2 separate regions of the Pan troglodytes genome follow, and region 1 is linked to region 2. Evidence: chromatin contacts called from public Hi-C data. All regions are on one chromosome and are shown on one strand. Each heading gives the region's core, a stretch centred on a gene start, on an enhancer-like site or on the middle of the called end of the contact. The rest is flanking DNA. Distances are from core to core; before and after follow the strand shown. Region 1 overlaps LOC129143091 (a long non-coding RNA gene). Region 2 holds the start of ID2 (inhibitor of DNA binding 2).

Region 1 (4,899 bases), core at 213-2,712, 430 kb before region 2:
AAGTGTGACCATAAAACTATGCTCCAGTTTCCCAAACCAGTCTACAGATCTCCTTAAAACAGAGACATGAGCTGTGACTATGGCAATTCTGATGTGGGTCTGAGATGGGGCCCTAAATGTGTATTTTTTTAAAGTTCCTCCAGATGATTCTGTTGCCTGGATTAATTTGGGAATCATTTCCTACTGACAACACAGCAAAATCGACAGCCTCGTGCTCCAAAGCACCAAGTCAGCAAAAAATGTTTGTGCATATTAAAATCTATCTCATTATTTGCTTTTAATGATACTTCATTATATTCTCTTTTCCCTTTTAATTTGGTTGCATCACTCAAGTGGTGTGTTTGATTCCCAGTTTCTTGTCAGAATAGCCATAATGCCTCACCCTGCCGCCCTAAAGCTCACGGAGACAGGAAAACCAGAGTCCCCGGTGTGGCTGCACCGGGTCTCCAGCTGTCCGTTTGCAAAAGATACAAAAACCGTTTCATTTTCACAATAATTTTTTTTAAAGACTTCCCCAGATATCTACATTTTCTTTGGCAGTTTGACTTCGATGACACAAAAGTTCAGGGTCAACTTTCCAAAAAATAATGAGGAAAGAGCCAGCCAGCTGCTCAGTTGTGTCCTCACTTTCAATGCTGATTGCTGCAAAAGTACACATGAAATTCTGATGCAGACAAATTGTTCCTTTCTCACTGAACTCAGCTAGAAGGCTGGAAGGGACATTTGGAAAGATGGTCATTCATGGGACTTATTTTTTAAAACATGAAAAAGAAGAGAATTTTAAAGCAACATCCACAGAGTCGAAGTTTAGCTTCACCAACAATTATTTCCTCTTCAGTGAGAGTTAGTGGCCAGTTACAAAGTTCAATGTTTGGGTTTGGGTTTGAGGGATATTTTTTCCCCCACTATTGAGACAAAGCCGTAATCCATGAAATATAGCAGATATCTCATGGACCTAGTTCTGCATGCTTGCAAACATTTGAAATTGCACTTGTGGTACATAAAAGATTCATAATGATCTTACCCACAAATATAAATTCTGTCCCACACAGGATAGAAAGACCTAGAAGCAGAAGGAGTGAACAGCTGAATGTGAGCAGAGTCATAAATTCAGAACACTTACAGCTTTGTAACAACCCTATCATAAATGTGGCTGATTTCAATTTAATTTATAGGACTTTGCAGCCGGGTCCAAGAATGTCTTTTGAAAACTAAGAAGTTAGAAGCAGTAACATATAGTTTCTATAGTTTCAGTTTCCAAGAAAATGTCCATGGTCTTCAGGTGGCTCTGATGAGACAACATCCAGGCCATCCTTGATTATGCAAAATGACTTGGGGGAAATCCCTAAATTCATTGCAGCAAAATGCAGGCGTCAAAAGAAGGCTCAGAACACATAGTAATGTCAAACCGCGGTGCACATAACAAAGGCTTGGCAGTGGGTTTCCAGGGAAACCATCCGGTAGAGTAGGAAAACCCCAATCTTTTGTAAGACAGATCAATCTGCATTCAAAACCCAGTCTCTCCTCCTTAGCTGAGTAATGATCACATGAGGAGCTGAAGTCCTCTGAAGCTCAGTTTCTCAATTTGGAATAAGGTATTTACTGAGCATTCTTTGCTAAGCACTATGCTAAATGTTTGCTTATATCATCCATCTCAGCTATACTACAACTTCATGGTGCTTTTTAAATCCCACTTTACACATGAGACAACTGAGGCACCCAGAGATGAGCCCTTTTCCTAGATCTCACCTTCTTTTTTTTTTCTGAGACAGAGTCTCACTCTGTCACCCAGGCAGGAGTGCAATGACGCAATCTCGGCTCACTCCGACCTCCGCTTCCCAGGTTCAAGCGATCCTCCTGCCTCAGCCTCCCAAGTAACTAGGACTACAGGCATAGCCCAGCTATTTTTTTGTATTTTTAGTAGAGATGTGGTTTCACCATGTTAACCAGGATGGTCTCGATTGCCTGACCTCATGATCCACCTGCCTCGGGCTCCCAAAGTGCTGGGATTATAGGCATGAGCCACCGTGCCTGGCCCTTACCTTCTATACATGGAGAAAAGATTTGTACGTAGGCAGTCTGACTTCAAAGTTCTTGTCATGACCATTGTACTAAAGTCCTTCACTCTAAAATGCAAGTACCTGGCCGGATGCAGTGGCTCACCCCTGTAATCCCAGCAATTTGGAAGGCCAACGTGGTGGATCACCTGAAGTTAGGAGTTCGAGACTAGCCTGGCCAACATGGCAAAACCCCATCTGTAATGAAAAATACAAAAAAATCAGCGAGACATGGTGGCACACACCTGTAGTCCCAGCTACTCCGGAGGCTGAGGCAGGAGAATCACTTGAACTCAGGAGGTGGAGGTTGCAGTGAGCTGAGATCACACCACTGCACTCCAGCCTGGGCAACAGAGTGAGTCTTCCTTTCAAAACTCAATACGTAAATAAATAAAATGCTAATACCTGAATCCACCTCAGAAAATGATGGATTGATGTAAAGTACACAGGACAGTGCTTCTTAGCTCCCTTTTCTGAGATGACATAAAGTCTCATCCACTATTATTTTCAATAATTCACTGCATTGGCCCAAATAAAGTGATGAAATCTGCTAAACTCCTGGCCACTTATCTGCCTAAAATGTCTTCATCCCCTCAACCCTCATCCTAACCTGGGAATCACAGTGTAATGAACCTTCATCCCAGGCAACCTCTGCATAGCCCTCTCAGTTCTAGGGAGCTTTTAGGGTCAAATTTTTCAGGTTTTTTAAGAGTGTATCTCATCTTCAAAGGAGAGTCTCTGTGTGTCTCCTCTGGGAACTCCCAAATATACTCAATTATTACTTTTTCTAAGAGCAACAGACAGCAGTCAAGCACCCACTACATATCAGGCCTGGTGCCACCTGCCAGAGACACCAGAGCAAGCCCAACCCACACATTACACCCATCGAGCTTAGAGTTCAGGTTGGAGACAGCCAGGAAGCAGCAAGGTCAGAACTGTGCAAAGGTCCAGAACGTTCAGGGAAGCAGGGAGGAGCCACCCAGCAGTGGGGGCCTGGTGGGCAGATAGAGCTTCCTGAAAAATGTGGCCTCAGAGCTGACACAAAGGCTGGAAGGATAACCAGAAGAAATTCCAGGAGAAGCCACCTAGGTAGATGTGGCCAGGATGCACGGCTGCCATCAGAACAGGAGAGGCCCAGCTACAGGGAAACAAATGTGGAGGGCGGGAACGAGAAGAGAGAGGCGCGAAATGGACCAAATATCTCACCAAGATGATGCATCACTCATTCGCTTAATAGACAAACTCCGGGAAGTGCCAGCACATTCTGTAACCTTACTACAAGCCCTGAAAGTAGAAAAGACACACACAGCACAAAATGACTGTACGGCTCTTTGCTCTGGATACAACCCAGTGAAAGTTAAATATAAATGCTTGAGAATAAATCAGAAGTCATATACTTATAAAAACTTATGGTATCAAAATTGCTTTGCAGCAAAACGTAAGACGTTCTAATGGTCTTTGCTTCCCTTTCCCCTGAACCCAGCCCCTGTGAAGTAAACACCCTCTATCCCCAAAACTACTTTGCAAACAATATCTTGCATAGGTCTGATTAACGTGCATGATGTATAACGTATTTCTGTATGTGCAAAGCAAAATTCCATTGAGTAAAATGTACTCAGTATCTTAAAGCAAAGAATAATAACTTCTTTCCTCTGAGTCTAGGAGTTAATTTTCATGCTGGACAATTTTTTAATAATGTTGGACACACCATGGGATTTTTGGAAGTTCATTTAGTTTTGAGCCTTCTTAAGTTATAATTTTTCTTCTAGCTCAGATGGATCTTTTATCTGTTCTACCCTTAATATTCCTGCTAATCTTAGTATAGAAAAGCTTCATAATTTGAAAAAGAGAAGTTTAACAAGACATGAGGCTGATTGTTTGCACAATCAGAACATCTAATTGAGCTATAGTATTCTAAACCATGCTTGCGTGCAGGGAGATAATTTTTCCTTCATTTCCTATTTTATCAGAAAATTAACCTTCATTTAAAACACTGTGGTCTGAAACACTTTTATAGCTACATTCTCTCCGCTGTTCAAAAGAATTTGAATTTTAAATTTGCCATCCTGGTCTTTAAAAATGAAACAAACTGCGGACGCTTTGGGAACCAGGTGTTTATGATCAAGGAGACATCAGAATGTGACCCGGGTCCAAAGCACTGCTCCTGCCAACCAAGGGGACTATGCTACCAGATCTGTTTTTAGTTTTTCAACCTTTGGTGAAATAATGAGGCTCTGAATTTGCATAGCAATCTTTTTGTCTGAGAACCTAACAGCCCCTCAGATCTTTCATTTCATTGCGCAAACATTGGAAGCCTTTATTAAGTACCTCTCTGCATGGAGAACTCAGCTTGGCCCCAGACAAGGCAGACTTGAATCCTGCAATGATGACACAGAGTTGGCCATGGTACAAATGAAGTTAGGTAATTCATTTGACACACAGTTCACTAAGCACTCATGACACATATGTAACCAGAGTGGGCCCAAGTTCATCTGGGGTCACCTTGTCTTATAATATTCTGGAAAAAATACCCAAACTGTCATTTCAGAGATTGCTGATATTTCTACCAGGAATTTAGTCTCCATCAAAATATTTCTAAAGATTCTGAGACAGGGTGAAGGGTAGGAGGGGGCACCGTCTCACATCTAGCCCTCTGTTATAGGTTGAATTGTGTGTGCCCTCAAAATGGATCTGTTCAAGTCCTAATCCCGGGCGTCTGTGAACATGACCTCATTTGGAAATAGGGTCTCTGTAGATGTAATCAGGTTAAAATGAGGTCATTAGGATGGGCCCTAATCCAATATGACTGCTGTCCTTATAAGAAGAGGGAAATGTGGACATA
Region 2 (4,499 bases), core at 1,465-3,964:
AGCTAACCAGGGCGATGTGCGCTCCACCAGCTAGAGCGCAAATCCTTCGCCCCGTGCCTAGGACTGCTCCTCCAGGTCCCCTCCGCCCGCGGTGTCTCCACGTTCCCTCCTGGAGACGCAGCCTTAGGTCCTGCCCCTCCCGCTGAACGGTTCGCGGTGACGCGCGGCTGGGGTCTTGCAGGACCCGCGCACGCACTCTAACTGGAAAGGAAAAGTCTGCAAACTGTCATTATTATGAGGAGAGGGCTGAATCTGGGAGTAAACGCCTTAAAGATGCGGCAAGGGGAAGAAGGAGTTCAAACTATTGAAAAATCTGTCCACCAGCCAACTCGCGCTGGCGCCACCTGGGTAACACCAGTGCCCGGGCGATCGGTTCGCCTGCCTCCTCGGCCGAGAAAGGGCTGTGCCCCAAAGCCCTTGTCCTGTGCCCAGGACAAGTGCGTCCCGGCCAGGCCCTAGCCCGTCCCAGGGACCGAGACAGGGCTCACAGAGCGGCTGCCCCAGCTGGGAGCGCACGTGGTGCGAGGCAGGCGGGTTCCTCCTCACTGAAGTCATGGACTTGGCTCGCTGCGGAGGGGCCGGCGCGCGAACGTGGCTTGAGCCAAAAAAGAAAAAGCGCACACAATGTGTTTCTTGTTAGGGACTGCAAGCCGGGGCCTCGGGTTTTGCTTTTGGTGCCGCATTATAATATTAAGATGCAGTTTGATTCCGGACAAGCCCGCCCTTGTCGCTGGCTGGGGCGGATTCCCACGGACGCTGGTGGGCGGGGGGGGTGGCCTGGGTGCTGCGCTGTGGCGCGGGGGTGCACAGCGGATGGAGGGGGGGATCCCTGCATGACCTAGGCTCCCTGCGGTGGCCGGACCCCAAGACTCGCGCCGCGGGGCGGCGCAGACAAGGCGACGCCAGCCCCGCTCCCGCCAGCTCGCGGGCGGCCCAAGATTGTTTTCCAAGACCTTATCTCTCACTCAAGTTAATTTTCTCTTTTAATGTGGTGATCGGAACAAAAGACACAGGAAAATCCTTTGTGAAAGCTAACGCAGCCACAAATCGGGGCACTTCACAGCATTTGTAACAAAATATTTGCAGTGCCCGTAGTTAAGTCGGCCCCTCCGCCAAACTTCCCAAACTTTGCTTTCTTTGAACCAAGCTGAAAAGTGATCTCCCTAAAAGGGGATCAGAAGATTGCAAGCAATTGGATTTAGCACGGAGTTCTACCTGGTGCTCTAGAGAGCTCTGGGCACACAGGATGGTGCGGGAATCCTGGAAGGAATTACAGCCTGAATGGTGGCAGGGCAGGGGAGGAGCCACTGTTAAGCCATGGTAGTCGCTGAAACGCTTTATTAATGCCATTTATTAGCTGTATGCGACAAGAAGTGTAAGAGGTTAGGCAGGTCTTCAAAAATATCCAAAAAGAGAAAAATAAACATTCCCTTGTTTGCTTTTTGTGGCTTTGCTCATTTTCTTCCCCTCGAGTGGCCCTTCATCTAAGGCTGTGTTTTAAACCCAAAATCGGTTATCTGGTTTCAGGGTAAGGGCTCCCTCTTGCCAAGGTATTAAATAAACAAGTACAGCAAAAACTTGAATCCTTATGTAATCCAAATGCCGTTTCCTCGAAAACCACAACAAATGCTGCTAAACCAGATAACAGGACCGGGAACATTCGGCCCCCCAACCCCCACCCCACAACACACAGCCTCCGCCCCCAGCTTTAGGGCCAACAGAGGACATTTATGTTCAGGAACTCCTCTCCAGGACAGATAAATAATTGCTACTAACACTCTCAACTGCAGATGAGCACCCTTGAGGGATCCGGATGCCATAAACTGTCCAGGAATGTTGGCATCTGGTTCTTAAAGCCAGGACCCCAGGAGGCGTCTGCGTCTGCAAGCTGACTTGGAAGTTTCTGGCCTCTTGATGTTCTCAGTCGAAAATGGTGCATTAGAAAGGGGATTGGTCTGGCCCGCGCTTTGTAGTGGTAATGAGGGCGCGAATCGCGCTAGGCTCTGCGCGCGCGAGGCTCCGCCGAGCAGGAGGACTGGGGCTGCACATCCTCCCGGCTCCCCCAGGGCGGAGAGGGGGACCGTTCTGGAAGAAAAAATTGTTTATGCGCAACCTCCGAGGGTTCCGAGGAGTTAGGCAGTAAGAAGGTGTGGAGGTTGGGAGGGCGGGGCGAGTCTTTCAATCTTTCAAAGGTATTTTTAGGAATCCAGGATCAAAGCCATTCGGCGAGAAACCGAAATAATCCAAAGGAGTAAACAAATCTCGCCATGTGCTAAGACAGTGACCTTCTCCCCATCCACCCTTCCCTCGCTCCAGCCCCACCCTGAACGCCTCGGTTGCAAAAACAAAATAAAGCAAAACCTTTTGCTTTGGCAACCTCTAAGCCACATTATGCCTCCTTTTGCAAAAGGAAGATTTCTTTCTTCTCCATCTCCCGGCTTTTTTCCTTCGTCCTCTCCTCCGCCCCTCACCCGCCCCCCCCCCCCCCCCGAGCCCTTTTCTTTTCTTCTCTGTCCTCTTTCCTTCCCCAAATCACTCGAAACTTAAGACGTGCAGCGGCTGCAGGTGCGCGCGGGCCGGCGGCCGGGCCTGGGCGAGCCTGGGACTGCCGGGCCTCGCAGGCATTGATCAGCTGGGCGCGCGCGCTGAGTGACGGCGCGGTTGCCATGGCAGCCGCCTGAGCGGCGCCGCGAGGACAAGGCTGCAGGGCGGCGTGAATGGGCGGCGTCACGCGCCTGGCGCCAGAGAGTCTGCTCCGGGGCTCCGGCTCCGGCCCCGCCGCGGCCTGGCCCGCGCGCCGCCGCCGCCGCCGCCGCCAATTCATCACCTGTCAGGGATCACTCGCGGGGTCACGGGCGGAATGGACACAGCTGTGAGAACAAAACCCGGGAAAGAAAGGCGAACGCTCCCCATTGCGCCAGATGTGCAGGGAGGACCTTGAGACGCGCCCCCCGCCCCCGCAGGCTCCTCCCGCCCCCCGGCGCATCACGCGGGGGTGGCAAAGGCGGCCTGGCCAGCGCGGAGCTCCCGGCCCGGAGCTGCTTCTGATTACCGCGAGGGGCCCGGACGCGAGAGCCGCCGCGGGGCCTGCCCTAGAGGCGGAGTGAGTGAGTCCTGGAGCCAGGCTGGGGGACCTTACGGGCCGGTCTGTCGCTGCCACGGGGTGGGGGCGTCCCGGTGGGGAGTCGAGGGGGACCGCACCAACACCCACCAGCGGAAGCCCTGCACACCTTCCCACCGCCCGCGGATCTAGCCCTCCCTCTAGCTGGGGCCGTTTGAACTTTGGAGGCCTCAAATGCAAACCCACCCAAGCCACCAATTGACAGATTTTGACTTGCTTTTAAACCCACTTCGAAAATGCTCCGACACGATTTTCCCCCACGAAAGCAATTTTTAAGGTGATTTCATATTGGGCGTGCTGAAACACACTAGTAACTTAGGCCTTGTTTAAATCATTAACTTATACAGCTTCGTAATCCCCTTTAAATGATCTTTAAATGAATGTAAAACTGGGTAGTGTGCCAATAGAATCGAATTCAGCACAGCCAGGCAGACTGGACTCTGACATGGCAGCTAAAGAAAGAAACACCAGAAAACTTTCACCATATTTAGCCATTTTACTACATCAGGGTACAAAAATGATCATGGGAGAAGGCACTGCCTTAATCAACTTTGCAAAGTGTAAAGTGAAACCGCACAATGCTCATTACCGCCCAGCCCAGAGCCTGGCTGTGGGGATAATGAGGCTGGCACGGATGTTAACATACGGTGTCCTTGGAAAAAGCTAGGAATGCGTCAGTATCGAAGAGCTGCAATGTCCAAGAATCATAAGTAATAATTTGAGAATCCCAAAGATGTTTGTTTACATTGGCTATTATTGTAAAATAGTCAAAGTATAACATCATGAACCAAAATAGTGTCAAAACAAAATCTGTTCCACTGTGGCACGTATGTGACAGAAACACATGCACACAAAGTACATCAAAAGGCTCGAACTGTGGGAGGACTCGGATAGTAAATCACTTCCAGACTTAATATCAGAAGAGATACGGTGCGTCCAACGCTGTCAGGGACAGAGTCGCAGGCAGCATTGCCTGGCCTTGGGAAGGCCCTCCGCAAACTTCTGGCTGGACAGGAAACAGTTTACCTCCTTCCTCCAAACTGAGGGGGCTGAATTTCAGGAAGGTGAGCTCCACCTCAGTGCCACCCACTCTGCCTCCCTGGAGAGGCGTCATGGGGCGCATAGCTGTCACGTGACGGTCAGAGACTGCTGGCCCCACCAGCTGAGAAATTAATCATTAATTGAAGGAAAAAACACTGTTTCCCCATTATCGAGCTTTTCTTTCAGCCTCTAGGCCTGCCCCTTCCGCTTTCTGAAATGCAAAGGAGGTAGAGATTGAGGCAGAAAGTAAATAAGATTTGAATATTGCCTTTCCTGGAGTTTTCTAGTTCATTGTTTTCTGGAGCAAATATTTTCAAAAACAAGAAACTGACAGACT

The links. Hi-C and Micro-C count contacts between places; a contact is called where the count stands out from the background.
Region 1: a contact with region 2 is called in a Hi-C map of stem cell-derived neural progenitor cells, with 2.4 times the contacts expected there. The contact joins the enhancer-like site here to the promoter of ID2 in region 2. A contact is called at or near these places in 1 of 7 Hi-C or Micro-C datasets (stem cell-derived neural progenitor cells) and 1 of 1 datasets of contacts at active chromatin or transcription factors (stem cell-derived excitatory neurons).

What each region holds. Positions count from the first base shown.
Region 1 is chr12:114,624,849-114,629,747 of NHGRI_mPanTro3-v2.0_pri, reverse strand. All of the region lies in intron 2 of LOC129143091 (a long non-coding RNA gene), which reads right to left. Among named protein-coding and RNA genes, the nearest start is that of ID2, 430 kb to the right of the region's middle. Within about 2 kb of position 1,462, at least 3 of the 24 cell types and tissues checked have an H3K27ac peak or open chromatin away from gene starts, as enhancers often do. A contact at or near this core is called in stem cell-derived neural progenitor cells, where this site is marked.
Region 2 is chr12:114,196,528-114,201,026 of NHGRI_mPanTro3-v2.0_pri, reverse strand. ID2 (inhibitor of DNA binding 2) reads left to right here and starts at 2,714. Exons shown (of 5, transcript XM_003308873.7): 1 at 2,714-4,185. The region is part of intron 1 of LOC107972292 (a long non-coding RNA gene); the gene reads right to left.